Regions from separate parts of the Ovis aries genome. Here region 2 is linked to region 1. Evidence: chromatin contacts called from public Hi-C data. All regions are on one chromosome and are shown on one strand. Each heading gives the region's core, a stretch centred on a gene start, on an enhancer-like site or on the middle of the called end of the contact. The rest is flanking DNA. Distances are from core to core; before and after follow the strand shown. Region 1 holds the start of ANKRD44 (ankyrin repeat domain 44). Region 2 has its middle 47 kb from the start of TRNAC-ACA.

What was found. A called contact is a pair of places that touch in the nucleus more often than the background predicts.
Region 2: a contact with region 1 is called in a Hi-C map of blood, with 1.8 times the contacts expected there. The contact joins the enhancer-like site here to the promoter of ANKRD44 in region 1. A contact is called at or near these places in 4 of 16 Hi-C or Micro-C datasets (blood, hypothalamus and tail adipose tissue).

The regions. Positions count from the first base shown.
Region 1 is chr2:199,624,298-199,628,692 of ARS-UI_Ramb_v3.0, forward strand. ANKRD44 (ankyrin repeat domain 44) reads right to left here and starts at 1,753. Exons shown (of 28, transcript XM_042244028.2): 1 at 1,645-1,753. The coding sequence starts at 1,671.
Region 2 is chr2:199,680,090-199,684,484 of ARS-UI_Ramb_v3.0, forward strand. It overlaps the pseudogene LOC101123614. Among named protein-coding and RNA genes, the nearest start is that of TRNAC-ACA, 47 kb to the left of the region's middle. Within about 2 kb of position 1,897, at least 9 of the 54 cell types and tissues checked have an H3K27ac peak or open chromatin away from gene starts, as enhancers often do.

The sequences.
Region 1 (4,395 bases), core at 503-3,002:
ACTTGCTTCTCTTGTCTAGACCTCAGTTTCTTTGTTAAAAAATTAAGGATTTGGGTGAAGATCACCTTTGGCATCCCTTCCAGCTCTAAAGTTCTATGTAAAATTCTTTTGTGTATGTGAAAATGACAACACCTATTAGAAGCATTTTGTGTACTTTGAAGATGAATATTTAGAGATTAACAGAGAAGTAGAGTAACTTGCAATGGCAAAAGATAACATGACCAAGGCAGACTAAAATCGAAAGATTTAAAACAAATGTCTAACAGTTGTCAAAGTATGTGACTAAAAGGTGGGGGGTTGGGGGTAGGGCTAAACTAATATCAACTTACAAGTACTCTTAAATGCTCTGGAACCAATGGAAACAAATAGATTCATCACTACCAGCTGCTCCTCCTGCTAAATTTAACGATAAGGTTCATTTTAATTCAGTGATCCCTCCCCCATATAAAAAGAAAATTTTTAAAGCCTGTAAATACAGAAAGCAAAGCAAAACTTTGACTCTAAAGGCAGGAGAACAAATTACTGTGGTGATTGATTGCACTTAAGTCTCAGGAAGTTCTGGCTAGATACTGAGGACAGGGAGGCACCAGATGCAACCCACTTGAGAAGTATGAGATGTTTAAACACCAAGGGCTGGCATGTTTGACCGCCTGTGTCAAAGTCAAGTCTGCCTCTCCGCCTACCAGGACCTCAAAACAATGTTCATTTCACTATCCATGAATAAATGGCAAAAGAAATAAAAGGAAGCTGTTTCCTTTTTTCGTAGGAGGAGTTACAGAGTTTTGTCATACAACTTGGCTGGGCGCTTGTGTCAATGCCCTCAGAGCAGCAGCGTCCGAAAAGGTAGGGGTGTCTCGTGCCTCAGACCTCCAGCGAGGACTGTCAACCGAGCTAGCAAACATCCCCACCTCTCCAAGCAAAGGGCTCTAGAGCTACCCCGTGCTATGGCTTAGCCGGAAAGCGACAAAGCTCATCAACACAGGCAGAGGGTAGCCCACCGACTGTGAGTGGAACCCCGGGCCGAACTTCACCTCCTCTAGGGACAGCCGTGCCTGAGATCTCCATCGTGCACGACGCACACACAGCCCCTGGGCTACCAAAGAGGAAGTCAGGGTGTCACGTCAAAAGGATAAAGACAGCCCGACCACACGAGAGCCACGGTCTGGGCCGGTCTCCAGCTTGGCTGGGAAAAGGGTCCCAGGCTGCGATCCTTCTCCCTCTCCATCCACCTTCCTCTTCCCGGCGGCGCGCATCAGCCTCTCTCCCGCCCGCCCGGGCTGGAGGAGCCCAAGCTGCGCAGCGCCGGAGGAGCACCTCGAGCCTCCCCTCCCCCTGCCCAGCCCGGGCCCGTGGACAACGCACCCCCGCACGCCAGCTAGAGCCCCGCCGCCCCTTCCCCAACCCCCGGGGCGCCCCAGCCGCCGAGCCGAGCGCGCAGTTCCGACGGCCCAGGGCGGGGACCGAGCCGGGGAGGAGGGCTGCAGCCGCCGGCTTTCGGAGCAGCCGGCGGCCGCACACACTCCTCCCCTTCGCCGCGAGTAAACAGCTCGCGGGCGCGCTCCGTGCCGCGCCCCCATCCCCCTGCCGGGGCTCCGCGCCGCCCTGCGCCCGCGCGTCCCGCCCGCCGGCGCCGCCGCCCCCTACCTGGTCGGTGAGTTTGAGCACTGCCATTCTTCCGCTCCTTCGCGCGCACACACATACAGGTCCCCGGTCCGCAGATGTCACGCCAGGAGCCGGGGAAGCGGAAGGGATTGCCAAGGGAAGGGAAAAAAATCTGGCTCCCGAATTTGACAGCCCTCCCCCTGCTCCTCCTCCTCCTCCGCCTTCTCCTCCTCCTCCCGCCGAGAGGCTGACACTGGCTAGTAGGGTTTGCAGCCGAGCCCGCCCGCCTTTATACAGGAAGTACCGGCTGCTGCCAGCCGGGCCGCCACTGACATCACCGCGCGTTGCCTCGCTCGCCGCCGCGCCGCCTGGGCCGACGCTGCCTCCTGCCGCCCGCGGGCGCGCCTCGCAGCCCGCGGCTCAGGGTGCTCCCCGGCTCCCGCACCGGGCGCGCCACGGTAGGGTCAGACTGCCGCCTGCTTTCCGCACCTGCACACTGCGCGCGGGCTAGCGGGACCGGGCCCCCCGGTCGCCCACGCTGCCCCCCACGCAGAGCGTACACGTTTAGAGGCCCCCGGGCTGGGGAGGGGTGGGGGGTTGCTGATCGTGACCCCTCCCCTCGCCCTGTCTCACACACCGTCCCCCCCCCCACACACACACACACACAACCTCGTGAGCACTCCCTGTGGATACACCCGAGGGGCAATAAAGGCTGCATTCACTTGTAGCCAATTTCAAATCAGGAGATTGGACCACACGCCTTCCTCTAAACCTCTCCCTAGTCCGGAATCCGCCCAGCTCTTCAAATCATCCCACCTGGTCAGGGACCGCAAGGCTGGTGCTCTCTTTGTTTAATACAAGGAGACCCTGACTCATTCTTTAGCTAGTTTTTGTGAAACTCTTGGAGGGTAGGGAGGTGGGGCTCTGGCCCTTTTACCTTGTTCTCCAGCTACCTCCCTGCTAGACACGCAGAACCCCATCGTTAAATTCAAACATTGGGTTTTGATTTGGGGACGAAGAAGATGGAGCAACGTTACAGGAGAAGAAAAGGTCTTGTACTGCTGCGTTAATTGGTTTTTTGAGGGTTTCCACCAGTTGACCCACTCATTTCTACAAAATCCAGTTACCCTACTCTTCAACAGATAGAAGACCCAGCTGTAAAAGAGCATGGGACACACACACAACAGTAGTATATGTAATCATAGTAAAGTGTTAACCAGACCACCTGACCTGCCTCTTGAGAAATCTGTATGCAGGTCAGAAAGCAACAGTTAGAACTGGACATGGAACAACAGACTGGTTCCAAATAGGAAAAGGAGTACGTCAAAGCTGTATATTGTCACCCTGCTTATTTAATTTATATGCAGAGTACACCATGAGAAACACTGGACTGGAAGAAACACAGGCTGGAATCAAGATTGCCGGGAGAAATATCTATAACATCAGATATGCAGATGACACCACCCTTATGGCAGAAAGTGAAGAGGAACTCAAAAGCCTCTTGATGAAAGTGAAAGAGGAGAGTGAAAAAGTTGACTTAAAGTTCAACATTCAGAAAACGAAGATCATGGCATCTGGTCCCATCACTTCATGGGAAATAGATGGGGAAACAGTGGAAACAGTGTCAGACTTTATTTTTTGGGCTCCAAACTCACTGCAGATGGTGACTGCAGCCATGAAATTAAAAGACACTCCTTGGAAGAAAAGTTATGACCAACCTAGATAGCATATTCAAAAGCAGAGACATTACTTTGCCGACGAAGGTCCATCTAGTCAAGGCTATGGTTTTTCCTGTGGTCATGTATGGATGTGAGAGTTGGACTGTGAAGAAGGCTGAGCACCAAAGAATTGATGCTTTTGAACTGTGGTGTTGGAGAAGACTTTTGAGAGTCCCTTGGACTGCAAGGAGATCCAACCAGTCCATTCTGAAGGAGATCAGCCCTGGGATTTCCTTCGCAGGAATGATGCTAAAGCTGAAGCTCCAGTACTTTGGCCACCTCATGTGAAGAGTTGACTCACTGGAAAAGACTTTGATGCTGAGAGGGGTTGGGGGCAGGAGGAGAAGAGGACGACAGAGGATGAGATGGCTGGATGGCATCACAGACTCGATGGACGTGAGTCTGAGTGAACTCCAGGAGTTGGTGATGGACAGGGAGGCCTGGCGTGCTGTGATTCATGGGGTCGCAAAGAGTCGGACACGACTGAGCGACTGAACTGAACTGAACTGAATACTTGTGGAATTTGGAGCAAATGCTTATTCATTCCTGGAGAAGGAAATGGCAACCCATTCCAGATTCTTGCTGCCTGGAGAATCCCCATGGACAGAGGAGCCTGGTGAGCTACAGTCCGCAGAGTCGCAAAGAGTGGAACAGATGGAGAACAGTGTGGAGATTCCTTTAAAAATTGCAAATAGAACTACCTTATGACCCAGCAATCCCACTGCTGGGCATACACACCGAGGAAACCAGAATTGAAAGAGACACATGTACCCTAATGTTCATCGCAGCACTGTTTATAATAGCCAGGACATGGGAACAACCTAGATGTCCATCAGCAGATGAATGGATAAGAAAGCTGTGGTACATATACACAATGGAGTATTACTCAGCCGTTAAAAAGAATTCATTTGAATCAGTTCTGATGAGATGGATGAAACTGGAGCCGATTATACAGAGTGAAGTAAGCCAGAAAGCAAAACACCAATACAGTATACTAACACATATATATGGAATTTAGAAAGATGGCAATGACAACCCTGTATGCAAGATAGGAAAAAAGACACAGATGTGTATA
Region 2 (4,395 bases), core at 647-3,146, 56 kb after region 1:
CTACCCCCACTCTTAAATACAAAATAAAATGAAAAAAGAAGCCAGTGGAATTTATTTTCCTCTCTCTGTAGCAGATGTTAAACTTTTAAAATGAAGGAATATTAAAAGAGGCCTCTTTTTATACCACAGCCACTGCCCCCGCATCCTGAGTCCCAGCCTGGAGAGGAAGCCTCACTGATCCTTTTATGCAGGGTGCTGACAGAGGCCTGGAGTGGGGGGCTGGCTCATCGTGGGCCTTGGGCAAGACTGAATCTCTCTGGGTCTCAGTTTACTCATCTGAGGGACGTTGGATGAAAGAATCTCTGAAGTTATTCCAAATCCTAAGGGTCAATGAATTTTCTTAAAAGTTCAAACGTAAAACCACTGTCCATTCCTATGAGAAAAGTCACTTTCTTTTTTCCAGTTCCTCTTCTCAATAACCAGGGAGCATTTCATTCCTTTGAGTTTATTGCTTTGTTTAGGTTTGTTGCTCATCTCAGCAACTTGGGGTGAAAGGTCTCTATTAAAGTACATGTTCAAGAAGCTGTTCCTTTAATTCAGAGATGTAGTTTTAATCTGTTTAGAGAGTTTCACAAGACAAATATCAGTACTTCCCTGCTTCAATATTTCTAATGTGAGAACTATTTATTGTTCATGTCTGATCATAGCCCCTGTATGTTACTAAATTCTCTCTCTTCCCAGAACCTCTCTTTCTCTCCCTACCCCATACATACACATGTGTGTGTTATGATCCTTTTATCTAACTCAGTTCTTCAAATTGAGGTCAAGAATTTTTTTACTTCCATCCTGCCTTGTGTGTGTGCATGCATGCTCAGTGGTGTCTGACTCTTTGTGACCCCATGGACTGTAGCTGGCCAGGCTCCTCTGTCCATGGAATTTTCCAGGCAAGACAACTGGAATGGGTTGCCATTTTCTACTCCAGGGGATCTTCCCAACCCAGGGGTCGAACCCATGTCTCCTGCATTGACAGGCAGATTCTCTACCATTGCGCCACCTGCTGCTGCTACTGCTAAGTCGCTTCAGCCGTGTTCGACTCTGTACGACCCCATAGACGGCAGCCCATCAGGCTCCCCCATCCCTGGGATTCTCCAGGCAAGAACACTGGAGTGGGTTGCCATTTCCTTCTCCAATGCATGAAAGTGGAAAGTGAAAAGTGAAAGTGAAGTCGCTCAGTCGTGTCTGAGTCTTAGCGACCCCATGGACTGCAGCCTACCAAGCTCCTCCATCCATGGGGTTTTCCAGGCAAGAGTACTGGAGTGGGGTGCCATTGCGCCACCTGGGAAGTGCCAAAAGCCTAGGAGCACCATCCAATTCACAAGTGTCCATCTCTCGCTTTTTAAAAAATTATTCAATTAAAATGATGTCTGATAAACATCATTACCTCACAATGCTCAGACTATAGATTTTTATGAATGGAAGTTCTTGAGTGTGCCTTTTTAGACAACCTGATCAGATTCTTCCTTTAAAAGTGGGTTAGAGAGAAAATGATGGGCTAAAAAGAACTTTATTTGCGCTTTCTTTTTCCTTAGAGACTAGAATTGTAAGCATGAGCACTTTAGCACACAGTCACGGCCAGCCAGCATAGTAGAGGATGGTAAGAAAAAGCAAGATCCACGTTTACACAACTCCTTTTCAACTCAAGTAAATGCCTGAGGCCAGTTCACTTAAGACTTATTTAAATTTTACAGCTTATTTTTACAGCATCTAAGCCTCTGATTCTGCCCAATTTTGTTATATTTCAACAAATGAAAGGTGATTTTGCTGTTAAGCTGCCTCAAGAACTGAAACATTTGCTCAAGAGAAACACAAGAAGCCAGCGAACATAGGCTGGGTTCATATTTCTCATCGTTATCACCCAAGAACATCTAGCAAGTTTTTTTTCTTCTTCCTTGTGGGGAAGTTTGAAGCTTCAAGGCCCAACTCAGAGCCACATGGTTTTCATTTCCTGGCCTCCTCCCTCAGCTGCTGCAACACCCGCAGCACACACAAAAGCCCCATCCTCTGTGTGCAGACTCAAGACGCTGTCGCTTATACATTTTTCACAGGAGCAAATGAGGCATAAAAAGTCCACACTCTGCATACATATCAGTCCACATAATAAATGGCCGCTTGCTGGTCCCATTCCATCTCTTGATTTGTATGAACATTTGTAGTTTGTTCAGACCTTCACAGCTTACAAAGCACTTTCACCTTCATTAATCTCACAGAACCATTGCTGCAAGCCTGAGAGGATCACTTTTCTCTTCATGTACAAATGGCAAATGACTGTGTGGAGAGGGGAGGTGACTGGCCAAGGTCACAGAGTCAGAGGCAGAAGCAGGACTCAACCCCAACCTCTGACCCTGAATTCAGGGGTGGTTTTTCTCCCCCACAACTATAACCTGTGCAATGTTCTTTCTTGTTAAATTGGAGATATAAATGAATGAGGGCCTGCATGGGTAAGGCTGGGTTCCAGAAAAGCTTGTCTTGGAAAATGCAGTGTGAAGGGGTACTAACAACTCAGGCTATGGAGCCAAATAGCCTACATGTGAGCTCTGCTTCCTAATAACTGTGTAATATTGCATAATTCCAGGGGGCTTTGTTCCCATGGTACTTTCTGTCAGTGTAGTCCCTAGAGGTGTTCAGTGCAGCTGTCCTGGGGATTGCTTACCTCCCTGTGACTCTGTTGTCCCAGCTGAGAAATGGGCAGAGTCATGACTATTTCCCAGGCTGTTGTGGCAACAGAATAAAATAAAGCATGGCCTGACCCAGTAAAAGACACTTCAAGATGCCCTGTCCTCCTTAGATAAGTCTCCACCTTTATCCTTTTCCATGGAAAAGTTTGCCTCTGATAAAAAATGTCTGCTTATTTTCTCCACATTCTCTCCTATACCAACAGCTGGGCCACCCTGTGATCCCATCACGGCAGTCACCACGTACTGGACCAGGCAGTGTGCTCAACCTGAACGTGCATGCTCTCCCTTGATCCTGTCTTTCTGCATCTCCCCTGTCCCATCACTGAACCTGGTGAATGAGCATGATGAGTTTCCAGGGGAGTCTGGATGCGAAAATTCTCACCCAGATTCTGCCAATAACACCCTAGGTGACCAAAGGACCGGGATGTCCCCTGAGTCTCATCTAACTCATCTAGTAGGAGAGGTTTCTAATACCTATCCTGTGCCTAAGAGAATTGCTGTCTCTACAAGTAGGATGAAACATTAAAGCTAATGAAAGAAGCTCCAAATTATTATGAAAAGAAATGGCCAGGCTCTTATTACCTGCAAAGGGCCAGTTTTAAAAACTGCCTCCAAATACAAATGGAACTTAACAGACAAGGATGGGGACAAGGTACTGCAGCAACCTGGGAAGAGGGACATGAGGGAGTTAGAGCTGAACCACCTAGGATTTCCGGACTAAGAGAGAGAAGGCATCAGAGAACCTTAGAATACCCTGCTGAATTCTTCTCTATTTCTAGTTCTGAGCTGACCATGTGGGCTAAACATTAACTCTCTGCCAACCAGACCCAGCCCATCTGCACATCTCTTGTCTGTGCACACCCACTGGGCAACCACATGGAATCTTGCCTCTTTCCTTTTCCCCACTCTGCTTTTCAGGATTTTAAATAATAGAACATTAATAGAGTCCCTCAAGTTAAAGATGGAATAGTATGTGTCTATGACATGTTTCTAAATGCAAATTCCTCACCTTGTGTATTTATGGGACAACATGGGTTGGAGGAGCCTGGTAGGCTGCAGTCCATGGGGTCGTGAAGAGTCAGACACGACTGAGCAACTTCACTTTCACTTTTCACTTTCATGCATTGGAGAAGGAAATGGCAACCCACTCCAGTGTTCTTGCCTGGACGATCCCAGGGACGGGGAGCCTGGTGGGCTGCCGTCTATGGGGTCACACAGAGTCGGCCACGACTGAAGAGACTTAGCAGCAGCAGCAGCAGATGTGAGAAACAACTCAGAAACTCCCTGGAGAACTTACATGTGATCAGATCAGAAGTGCTTGCTAAACTCCACATGTTTGCTGGGCCCCTGCTTGCTGCATGCCAGGCCCTGCACTCTCACTAAACATAAAGAGTACATGAGTGACTGGGATCTGTGATGCCAAGGCAGATGCAAGGAGTGACAAACAGTTGCCCCTAGTGAACTGAGGGCTTGTGCTCTCCTGGTCTCCTGGGCCCACCCCACCTAAAGAATTGAGTGGTAGAATTGTCCTCAAGTACAAGCACAGGGTATATATCCAACCTGCCCTCTTCCCTGATCAACAATGGCTTACATCAGATATTTTCCAGGTACAGTGAAGTTGTAAAGGTTACTCTAATGAAAGATAAAGATACCAGGAGGGGTACAGGGGTTGCATTTATTTTATTTTTGGATAAAGAATCTGCACAAAACTGTGCAAGTC